2 separate regions of the Drosophila melanogaster genome follow, and region 1 is linked to region 2. A link is a contact called in public Hi-C data. All regions are on one chromosome and are shown on one strand. The core of a region is the stretch at or near the end of the contact, and the rest is flanking DNA. Distances in the headings are between cores, read along the strand shown. Region 1 holds the start of olf413 (olf413,). Region 2 holds the start of CG14561.

Region 1 (6,038 bases), core at 1,062-3,561, 70 kb after region 2:
CAATGCTGTCAGCTAATTAAAAATGCACATAAAATGTAAAACAAACAGCGAGGAAACTAATGACTGCAAAATCAATACATGAAAAAGTGCGGATAAGGTGAGACAAAAAATAAATACAAATAAATAACTGAAAATAATTAATAATTTAAGAGCTCAAGCGCTCGCTGTCGGAAAAAATGGAGTATGAAAAAGCTGACGTAAATAAATTAAGGCGAAATGAATTCAAAATTCAGCGCGTAAATAAATAATAAATATCATTACGCTTAGTTAATAAAAAACCCAATTAAGGCCTCGAAAGATGCGCCAAAAGAGAAGTCCGTTTTAAATCACATTTTTCGGGCAGCAAGAACGAAATCGGAAGAGCGAGCTTCCGACGATCCCATGAATGAATGAATGTCATGAAGTCAACTAGGAAAAAGCACATAACACTCATTTATTAATGTACCATTTCAGCAGCCACCCACTGGAGTCTTCCACCACCCACCTCCCACAACGAGAGAGTCGAATGGCGAGAGAGAGCGGGAAATTCGACAGAAAATGAGTTGCGAATGGGGCATGCAATGGTGTGGGTGTATAAACAAAGCAGAGCCTGCTCGAACTTTAAAATTTATTGCTTTGTTCATAGGAATTTTGAGTAGTTTTCAATCAAGCCCAAAAAAAAACATGAGGAAATGTATGTATAGAAAAATTCTCACAAACGGTTCCTCTTAGCGTTTCTCGCTTGACCATCATTGACCATAAATTCATTTAAAGTACATTTTTTCAGAGTGTAATTTTTAGTTTTTTTTACACGTAAACGTTTTGAACTCTGTAATAAATTCTTTCGCATGCCATGCGCATTTGGTTGAATTTTGCTCTCAGTAATAGTGACATTGAAATCTTGTCTGTCAACAGAGCATTTTCCTGAATGTTAATGACTGGAAGCTGTCGAAAGAGAAGAGATGCTATGCTCTCTTTCGCTGTTAGCCCCACTGTTACTGTTAGCCGGCTGAATTGAAACTGGTTTTCGCTAACAGAGTTGATAGGATTGTGCGGTTGACAGTTGAATTCACGCAGTTTTAGGGCTTCGCTCAGCCTAATCCGTTGCTAAGGTATGGAGTTACTCACCCAAACTAAATGATTGCCCACAGGTGCAGTGCATTACATATTGTTAACAACCCGTTTTTGAGGGGTCAACTCCAAAGGAATTGCGTCAATGCATTAAATCCTATACACAAAAATGTTCTAAAACACGAGTTTTTAAAAATTCTACAAATTCACGTATTCAATCATTAGATAAATATATTTTTACTTATAAAATATCAAAAATGGAGGCTATTGATAACGATTTCTGTGAGCAGACGCTTTTCAATCATTTAACAGTTTGCCTTTACAGTGCCTTTGTTTACATGTTAACCTAGGACAAGAAACACGTCGCACCACTCCAGTGACAACAGCGGCCGTTACAGTCATTATTTTAAATGTTAATGGACCGTTCAATGCGCGCTAACTTTCTGTTAACACACGAGCCCTTAGTTTATGGGCCTGTTAAACGGTTGAATGTGAGTGCCGACTATTAACATGATTGTTTGCTTGCGGAATAAGTTCCCGTTGGGCGATAACTAATTTTACGTGTTGCGAATGGGATTTCAGCACAGAATAAACCTCTTTTATACCTTGTCTTTCAGACACTTTATAATCCCGGAAAGTATTCTCTGATTAGGATTGCTCCAAACCTGAGTAGTAACATTCAAATCCATTTGTATTTCTCACATGCATATTTTTTAATTTGATTATGATTAAACGTCCCTTGTCGAATTCTACGGGTGGTCGGGTTGTTTTGTTTGATTGGAAAATAGGCCGCGTTACAGCTACGAAAGTTGGATTTCTCACGAATCCACGGACCCATCATCGATAACTTCATTAGCCATAAAGTTTTTAGTTTTTCCATTTCCTGAATGACTTTCATATGTGGCATGCTAAGCAGCAGACGAAAAGTATAATTAATAAAGCTCATCGCTGGCCACTCCCCCTTCCGGTGGCTGAAAACAAGTGCCTTTGTGTAATGTTCATTTGCATGGCGCGCGGCACAAAAATGTTGTGTACATTGCGGTAATTAGGCTACGTGCATGGCATTTGAACCCTTTCAATTGCCGTCTGGCATTTCAATTGCGCTTAACAGATGCACCTGCCGCTGTTGGGAAAGCCCTGTTAGCAACTGGAGTTATGTAAACGCTAACAGAAACGCTCTCTTTCTGCGCAGAGAGCGGCTCTCTCTTTGCTATTGACTCTCCGCCGAGGTGACGTATTTTATTTTACAGTCGAACGCGAACCAGTTACTTCCGAAGTTTCCCAGCGAGCGGTACACGGGCGGGCGATTTGTCCGAGAAGTGAAACAAGTCAGCATTTTTAGCACGTCACGACGAGGCAAGCAAAATCTTAAAAGAAAACACGAAAAGGCGAGACAGAACTGTGCGTGAAACATTGTGCATCGTTGCGAGTGCTTCTATTCAAAGCACCCAGCGAAAATATGTAAATAAAACGTTGTAAGCTACAGAATAAGCCCGGTTTCACAGTGCGCCCCATTCATATGCAAATCGGAATCGGTGCCGCAAACTAAGCAGCACATAATTTGCGAATTAAATCAAAACACACATCGCTCCGTCTCGCTCTTTTGAGCCGGCATCCTGGCAGCAACAACAATTGCAGGACATTAAACGGACGCCTGGCTGAACGTTACGCGACGCGAACCGTTAACCGTTACGCTTCCGCTTTACGGCTTACGTAGCTCGCGCACGGGCCTGTGTGTGTGTGATTTGCGGATTTAACAATTGGCAACGGGGCGGATGAGAAACGCGATGCCGCCCACGTAATGTGTGCCGAAATTTAAATTGCACTCTATGTATACGACTGTGTGTCGGCGTGAGTGTGTGTGTGTGTGTGTGGATAACGATTACCATAAACGTAAACAAAGGGATTAGACGTTACGTTGCCGGGATTACGCCAGCAGTAGCGACAGACTTTTTCCGATAGCTGCAGCTTCCATTCTCAGGTGAGTTTCGTAAATGATGTATTACCTGAGAGGCATGCGATGTGGGGTGAGGGCGGGGCGGGGATCCTGTGGCGGCACTTGTGGTTGCTGTGTGTGGCATGTTAAGTGCAATCCATTATACAGATATGTGCCTTGCACATGCAGGTTTGCTCTCCTCTAGCCTCCAGCCTCTCGCCTTCTTTGTTGCCCTGTCCCTTTCTCCGTTCTGTTCTATCCTGTTTTTGATTCTGTTTCTGGGCTTGCCTTGTGTGTGTTTTCGGTTACCACAAAACTTAGCCTGCGCAAGTGTGTGTGATCTCCGCACGGAGTGAAGTGGGGAGTGGCGGGGGAGCCCCTTAATGCATCCATCAACTTCATTGGAATGCCATTCAATCAGCATTCCCTTTTTTCCTTAGAGTTTTTGCCGTTTTGCATTCTGCAGTTGCGCCACAAAAGAAAATGGGAAAAGTGACACACTTAGAGCGGGAAAACTGCTGCAGGTGCACAACTCATAGGGCGCATCATTTCGGTCGTTCTTCTATAACTTTAAAGTATTTCGCAAAAACATTAAGGGATCTATGGAGAAAGATTGTGGTTGAATGATGCAATTTAAATAAACAAAATATTTTAACGTTTTTCTTATCTGACAAAAATGCATAGGAAATAAAAACAGTTCATAGAAAACATTTTCAAAGGTTTTAAGTGGTGATTTTGTTGTGATCAATTGGATCAGCTGAGTTAGTAAACTCGTGTGTTAATAATGGACATACAAAAGTATGGTTCAATTACGCTCTTAAATTTTCCAACCACTAGCCTATGTATAATTTAAAAGCCCAAGTTTTGGATGGCGACCCGTTTGTTCGAGTTTCAGAATAGAAGTTTCACTATGCTAGTTCGACTGTCGAGAAATGTTCAACTTATGGAATATGGAAATTATAAAGATAAAGTTTTTGTTGTGCTCGGCTGGCAGCAGGAACCAAATTGAACATATTCGTTAGCCCAGTTCCGTTGGCAAGACGGGTTGGAGCGCCACAAGTTTTGATTCGGGGAAAGTTTCCGAGACAAGAATATGATAGCTTAATTGGAATTGCCGAATGCAGGCGAGCGCCGAATGCAACCAGAGAGCAAAGAGCGAGAAAAGGAACGGAGAGAGGGTAATTAAAAGTTTTGTCGGGATACTGTGGCCAATGTCGAAGGTCCCCGACGGCACAGAATTGAATACAATAGTGTACGTGTATACTGTACGTATGTAGACCATTTATCGAAGGGCTTTCCGGCTTAGCCAATAGTTTCCCTTTCAATAACCATCCGTTGCCTAGGCGGCCACCCCTATGCGATCCCAATCTGATCTGGAATCGAAATGCCACAATTGATTGATTCGATGCCTAATGAACAGCAATAAAAATTCATTTGGGCTACTTACGACCGCCACTTCAGGGTTCAGCGCCACCCTCCTCCACGACCAGCTCGGGCCACTTTCAATTGGACTTTTTTAATTACCAGCCAAACATTAAGAATTTTATTCTCGCTATATTGAAATATCGTATGCCGGGTATTCCCCGGCGCTTGTCATAAATATTTTAGCAGGTTCCCGAGCTCCAAACAGAGCAACACAAATATTTTAACCATAAAAATTGGCAGCCCGGCGGGAACCGGCAAAAAATCCTTTTTCATTGCGCTCCATGTATGTATCTATGCGTGTGTGTGTAATGTGTGTGCACAGGACGAGCGAGGTGTATGAAAAGATACAACAGTGGCAGTAAAGAAAAACGCATTTTCCAAAATATTTACACAGCAAAAAGGAACAACGGCAGAGCCGGTGGAGAAAACTAGAAAAAGACCAGAAGAGGCGCTCAAATAAAACCCAAATAAAATATGAAACAGGGGACGTTCGGCGGGCGGTAGGAGCTATTTTATTTTTCGGCTACAGTTTTTGTCGCCCGGCGATGTCCTCTGTGGGGGTGACTATGGTGTATCTGTATCTGGGCGAGCTGCAGTAAATAAATATACGCGTATCTCTGATGGGGATTTATGGCAATGAGAGCCTCGGTCCCGGCGCAGCTCCTCTTGCTCCGCCGCTGGCCTAGGACTTAAATAAATGATAGATTGAAATTTATATAGCCTATGGGCCACGTTGCGCTACCCGCTCGTTTCCCAGTTCATATTGCACATTTTAGACACTGCTCGATGGGTTTTGATTTGCTCTCGGGTGGCATACTAAAATCGGCGGCACATAAATTGACTAGGTAACTAAATCTATGATGTATCTATTTTCGCACCCGAAATTTCAATGCAATTTCCATGCTGGTTAACATTTGCCACTGCGGGTCGGCTGAAAAGTGCTCGAATCGCGGCGGGGTAAGTGAAAAATGTACCATGCTATTTCAGGGATTTATTTGCCGGAATTCGGTTGCCAGTCAAGAGGAATTTGGCCCAGAGATATTGTAATTCTTATGAAAATATTTCAATTCCTGTTTCCCATGTTTGTAAACAGTTGCATTGATATGAAAATCACTTTCAAATCCCATTTAAATGGCTGGGTTGAGCACCTGAGTTGAGCATCTATGCCTCGATGATAGAATGCTTTGTTTGCCTTGCATTTTCATTGATACATATTTACACAATTTCCAACAATGTTTCATAATTAATTTTTGTGCTTTGCTTTTCTATGCCCAACCCGACCGCACATTCAAAATGCAATAACAAAAGTATAACAGGGAAGCGGCAATATGTTTGTTTTTCCAATATTAAAACTTTGCCAAAGGGGGGCTGCAAAAATGCGATGCAATTTATATGAGCCAATTGGCCAAAGCAGCAAAACTGCAGCAATTGCAACAACTGCCACTTCAATGGGATATTTCGGCTGTGGAATTGCAATTTAAATCTGTATGTTCGTTCAGGTAAAATTAATATTAATTTTAATGAAAAGCAGTTTTAAACTGTATCCCGGCCGAGTACAAAAAGGATTGTTAATATGTAATACCCAGAGGAAATCCAAGGCCAGAGATGCGATCAAATCACAACCGAA
Region 2 (6,311 bases), core at 1,621-4,120:
CAAAGGTTGCATACAGGTAAGACTCTTCGTAATCGTGAAGATATTGCAAGCCCATAATTGTTTTACACATTTATTTTAATAAAAATATTTGTAATAAAGGGTCTTGTGTTTACAACTGCTAATAAGTCTAGATAATAAATACATATACATATTATACCCGTTACTTATCGAGTATAAGGGTATACTAGATTCGTTGAAAAGTATTTAACAGGCCGACTATATAAAGTATATAAATTCTTGATCAGGATCAAAAGCCGAGTCGATCTAGGTATGTCCGTCTGTCCGATTGTCCGTATGAACGTTGAGATCTCAGGAAATATAAAAACTAGAAGGCTCAGACAAAGACGCAGCGCAACTTTGACTCATGTTGCCACGCCCACAAACCGCACAAAACTGCCCCGCCCAAACTTTTGAAAAACGTCTTGATATTTTTTCATATTTTTATAAGCCTTGTAAATTTCTATCTATTTGCCACGCTAGGGTATCTAATATTCAGGGAAATCGACAAAAAAATTAAAAATCTAAAGTGCTCTTTTATTTAGAGAGCCACATGGAACAAGCGATATAAGTTGTATAAGTTGTATGGGAGAAATGGCTTTTTCCATGCCACTTGATTAATTAAACTTTTCCTCACCTCGATTCCAGGTCTGCGTGACTCAGGCGGACGAGCAAACGTCCCTAAAGCTGACCCCGCCGCAATCCTCGACGGGAGTCGCTGCCGTTTCTGTCACTCCGTTGCAGAAGAAGACTAGTGGGGTTAACCAGTTCATTGAGGAGAAACAGAAGATCTCGCTTTCCAAGGAGCGGCGAGCGGCTCGCACCCTGGGCATCATCATGGGCGTGTTCGTCATCTGCTGGCTGCCCTTCTTCCTCATGTACGTCATTCTGCCCTTCTGCCAGACCTGCTGCCCCACGAACAAGTTCAAGAACTTCATCACCTGGCTGGGCTACATCAACTCGGGCCTGAATCCGGTCATCTACACCATCTTCAACCTGGACTACCGCCGGGCCTTCAAGCGACTTCTGGGCCTGAATTGAGGCTGGCTGGCGGGGGCGGGTGGAAGATATAAACCGGGCCAATCATGGTTCGAGCGGGAGAGCGTAACTCAAAGTTTGTGCCAAACTTAAATGGTCGTGTATGCGTTCAGCGGAGATCTCAGTCTATGTACAGTTGGACCCCCAGTTGATGAACTTCCGAGTTCAACTTCTCTAACACATATATACTTTCAAATGCGTTCTTGGTGAACTCATTTTGAAGAAGTGGATGAATTTGGTAAAGTGTAATAGATTGAATATAATTTTTAATGTTTAACGTTTCGGCAAAGTGAAAAGCCCCCACATTGGAAAGTCAAAGATGAGACTCGAGTGTATATATAGTTTCAAACTAAGTTATTATTTCTAGCCGTAATTAAAATACTTTCATTTAGTTTTGAACATTTTTTTAATATATTGTTGTTTGGAATCGATTGAGATGTACCACCACATTAAGCGTAGATTGTTCAATACTCATACTAAAATGGGTTGTGCTGCGATTAAAGTGAGGATGTTGCCTCAAGGCACAGCTACTAGGAAAATCATAAAAATTACATGGTAAAGAATTATACATGCATTATACTCCAGCTAAGTGGCATCCCAAACGAGAATAGCATCAAATTGAATTTAATACAATTAAATTAAATGTTTAGGCACAAAGAATTGTGGCAACTTTCGTGTTTCACCCTAAGCGTATGGATAACCAAAAAGGTGTTTGTTAAATTAAATCTGCGCTCAAGATATGTAAGCAACTACTAAGCTAAATAATAACTTCCAAGAGAGAAACGTTTTCTAGGCATTACTTTAACGATTTGTATTTATATGTACTTTAATTGTAGGTAAACGATAAACCACTATACCTAATGTATACTTTCAAATACGCTTTGGACTATTTGTTAAATAATTTAACGATTAATTGTTTTTATGGCATAGCAACTATTGTGTTGAGTGGGCAGCTTAAAGCTAGCACATCGAAACTTACTTAAGGTAGATAAATGTTTAACTGCACGTTACGAAATGCAACAGAGTTGGCGAAAGGACGTAATTCAATGGATGTGTTAACTCAAGTACATGCTATATCGTAAATGTATATCACAATTTATGTCTTTTAACGACGATGTACGATAGTTTCACTAATTATATTGTTTAACGAGAAAGAGCGAGCAAAGCGTAAATGAAACAAATAAAAGACACATTCGAATTAAAGTTATAAGAAAAAGCGTTTGAATTTATCTAGATTGGTCTACCTTCTTAAGGGTAAGTTAATTAGGTTTCAAAACGAAAGACTTTTTCCCTCTTAAAAGATCTAGCTGAAAAAATGATTACCTAGCAAGACCCGTAGTTTTAGCGACACCTTCTGATAACTTACATTATATATCCTTCGTTACAATGTATTTCTTGTGCTTATAATTTTTAACTAAATAATTTTCAAAACTTCCTTCCTCTAAACGGTTTCGAGCTATTGGACATTCTCATTGCTGCCAGTACAGAAAATAATTAAATTCGTTTGATTATTTTAGCAGAATAGTTTCCCTTTGGCCCAAATGAAAACAAACAGAAAACGAATAAGTTGGTTTTTAAATTTTATTGACACGGTTGGAAGAACCTGTAATACATAAAATGAATCAGTGCATCAGTGCACTTTAAAGTACAATAATTTTTCATATTTACATTATCTCTTCGCCTGACTGCAAAGTACGCGGCATGGCATATCGTTACAACAAAGACACTAGAATAACACTAGAATTATTCTAAGGGGTCTTTGGTTACAAGCTGTTTACCCGCAACTATCGGCTGCGTTCGATAGCCATTCGCAGGGAACGCCGGTTTGTTTCAGGTAGCTCAATTGTCTCACCACTAGCAAAGTGACGGCTTGTAAATTGTTGGGATTTAAAATTTAAAATTGTCTGCTGCACAGGGCAAGATCCTAAACATTGGTTACCTGAGAGCGCGGATTTCCGCGAAGCGAGACGCGTTCACAGACAAGCAGACCGCATCCCTTCGCAGAGCGCATCCCTGTAATGAATATAAGCCAGCGACGCACTTGAAAGACCAGCCAGACCAATGGAGACCTCGGAAGCGGTGAATACGTGTGAGGAGGGAGACCAGCTGAACGGCTCCTTCCGCCTGCAGTGCTCGATGTCCTCCGTGGATATGGAGAGCGAGAGTGACCTCTCGCTGGCATTCGAGCGCGAGGAGCAAATACCGGATGGCGGCTGCGACGAGCTGCCGGCCTTCGAGATCCGCGCCTTCTCGCCGCATGGACGCACCCCGTCGCCCATCGACGATCTCGATCTGTCGGACATCGAGACGCCCAAGCAGCCGCAGAGGCAGCATCTCCTTCCGGAAGAGGAACCCCAGAACGATCCTCAGTACGTTGCCCTACACGAGATAAACGCCCAGATCAGCCCGCCCAATGACGCCGACGACTCCAACAGCTTGGAGACGATCTTCGAGGGCGTTTTCCTGAGCACCCCGCCCCGCGATAAAGCTTCCAGCTCGGGCAATTCCCGATTTACGCCCAAGCGCGGACGTGCAAATCTCATCGAGCTGATGGCCAACCGGCTGCACGGCGGCAAGGAGAACCAGTCGCCGGGAGCGCGAGTCTCTGACCCGCATTTACCCTCGCCACTCAAGGACCCCACCTAGTGACCGCAGTCCAGCCTTCCCAACCAAAGCCATGGAGCCCTCGCTCAGACTGCCATCGATGTTCTAGAATAAGTTACCATTTACCTGAATGTATTGTTCACACCCAGCGGTCAGCAGGTGTACACCCAGATGTGTATCCTCGGCTGATCCTTCAGTTTACCTAAGCTTCGTGTCACGCGTTTTCCGATGTCAGGCTAAAAGATTTTGTAGTGGTAAATAAAGATTGTCGTCTTTCCATGTTTCAAACATTAAACCAAGGTTATGCTCTTCCCTGCCGGGCAGATGGTCCAGGTAGGCAGAAGGAAGGTTTATATTGCTCATAGAACAGACTGATCAGCGGTACCTAGAACTAAACCAACCACTATTGTAAACACTGGAAAGTTCGATGGCTAATTGACGGATCTAGGCATACATTGCTACTACGTAATTTGTAGTACAAATTGATTTTCGAAGCCAGTATGTTTACAACATATTGTAGAATGTTCGATGTAACAGTTTGAAAAATAAAATATCGTACTACGATGTTCGTTTAAAAACTTGTCTGAATAATATCCTTCTCACGTTTCGATTTATTTATAAAGAAAATGTCAATATTTGCTTATTAATCTGAAATGTAATGGTAATTTTTGGACCTCGTGTACCTTAGGACTACTATTTTTACACTAATCCTATTGTACCTAGGTAGTACATTGAGTAAACTAGTATAAAAATAAGTAATTCTGTGATTAGGTATATTATTGGAAGATACTAAATCACTACTTTCCTGAGTCGCATTGCGAATTCGCGTCGTACACAAACTCTACGCTGGAAGCATTATTCAAACTTAAAAATAATTGGGACGAGCATTGAAAGTAATATAGAGTAATAAAATCGGGAATGTTTCATAGGTTATAGAACACATTCGAAAGTAAAACAGCGACCAGGACAGGGGAAAATGATTACTTAACTTTACAATTTTGTAGGCAATTACAAAAGTTAAATAACACTTGCTTTTTTTCTATATGGCAGTGTGAAACGCATTTTGTCCAGCAAGTCCTGTCGTGCGATTCGCATCCAATCAGAAGTTCTTTGAATGACGCGATGCTGAAAACACCTTGACGCGCAGCAACCCTGGATTAACTTCTTGCCATCTGAAATAGGTTGGTGAATAATTAGACGACTTTTAACGAAATATGCCCCTTACTAACCGCAAACGGCGTTCGCCCAGCCTGGCCTTCACCCTGTTCTTAATGGTGGACACTCCGTTTGCGCTGTGAAGACCACGGCCCGTGATAATGAATACGTGCTTGTACACGCGGGTGGTGTTGCGCAGCACAGTTATGTGGCGGTCAAGGAACAAGTCCAGGCAACTGATCGCCTCTACCGTGTGTAGGTAATGCAGGTCTAGCAGGTCCGGGTTGTTCTGGGTGTGCCGATGCACCTCCATTATGCAATTGGCCGCCCTCTGGTTGAATACGTCGATCTTCTGCTTGTGTAACTTGGCTATCTCCGAGTAGTATAACGCCACGCTACTATTGCCGCGCTGTACCGCCTGTTTGGCCTTTAGATAGCACTCTGCTTTAAGTTGGGAGTGATGGGCGGCCATGTTTCGCGTCTCTTCAAAGTCGCGAAGAGCGGCGCACTTGACCTCCTCTTGCAGTTGGGGCGACCGGCCAGAGGCGTACGAACTGGAGCTGGAGCGCTGGCCTTGGCCGGAGGAGTTATGTTGCTTTTGTTGCTGCTGCTGCCGCCGCTCTTCCAGCGCCATTTGCTCACTAAGCTTTTCGCCCTCGCGAAGGGCCTTATCATAGAGTTCCGCTTTGCTCAGCATACTCTTAACGTTGCTGTCCAAGACCTCGACTGTTTGAACGTAATTGCTGCCGGTTGCGGCAAAGACCTCAAGCACAGTGTCGGTAGGAACGTCCGGGAACGTCTCGCACAGCTTCATCTTGGTTAGGTGGGTAGCTATATCGGTGGGCGTTTGTTTGCGAGCGGTCAACTCGGCTGCCTTCTTGGCGGCCAGCTGCTCGCTATTGTATATGCTCCAGGCCAACTCCATATCCAAAAGCTCAGCCACGTTGCTCGGAGACTCGCTGCAATCGGCGTAACCTGGATGCTTGAGCAGGCGGGCGAACTGCTCGTCATCGCGCATTGTCTGCTGGCGTATCTCCTCTAGCTGGTTAAACACAGCTTCCATCCATAACATGTAAAGCTGCTTGGCTAGCTGACGCGGCATAAATATTTTTGTTGCGGTGGGAAGCTCCTGTTCCGGCGGCAACAACTCGTCCTCCGTGTGGAACTGAGCGCGCAGCTGCTCAATTAAAGTGCCGCCCAAATCAATTTCCAGCAGAGTATTTTCTTCAGGGTCCTCCTCCTCCTCCTGCTCTTCAAGCTCTGGTTCCTCGGGTGCTTCCAGTAGCTTAGGCACTGTAGGTTGATCCAGGATTCCATTGCGAATATCGCGAATTTTACGGGTGTGCTCCGAGTATTGTTCGTCGCCTAAAAATCAATAATCATTAGTTATTATTAGTTATTTAATATTAGTTAGCATCAGATATCGAACTCGAATCTCTAACATAATATAATGGAAATACATTAAATTCATTAGTGCCGTGAGTGTTAACGCAATATAAATAATAAGTTTATTTTTA

The links. A called contact is a pair of places that touch in the nucleus more often than the background predicts.
Region 1: a contact with region 2 is called in a Hi-C map of the Kc167 cell line, with 2.2 times the contacts expected there. A contact is called at or near these places in 4 of 107 Hi-C or Micro-C datasets (the Clone 8 cell line, the D17-c3 cell line, the Kc167 cell line and 1 more).

The regions. Positions count from the first base shown.
Region 1 is chr3L:22,133,779-22,139,816 of dm6, forward strand. It overlaps olf413 (olf413,), which reads left to right and starts at 2,312. Exons shown (of 11, transcript NM_001275275.1): 1 at 2,312-3,031.
Region 2 is chr3L:22,063,037-22,069,347 of dm6, forward strand. CG14561 reads left to right here and starts at 2,871. Exons shown (of 1, transcript NM_001275272.1): 1 at 2,871-4,180. The coding sequence starts at 3,097. The coding sequence ends at 3,681. It overlaps Oct-TyrR (Octopamine-Tyramine receptor), which reads left to right. Exons shown (of 4, transcript NM_079695.4): 3 at 1-16; 4 at 646-2,243. The coding sequence ends at 1,038. It overlaps CG7139, which reads right to left. Exons shown (of 5, transcript NM_141121.4): 4 at 4,869-6,159; 5 at 4,234-4,811. The coding sequence ends at 4,739.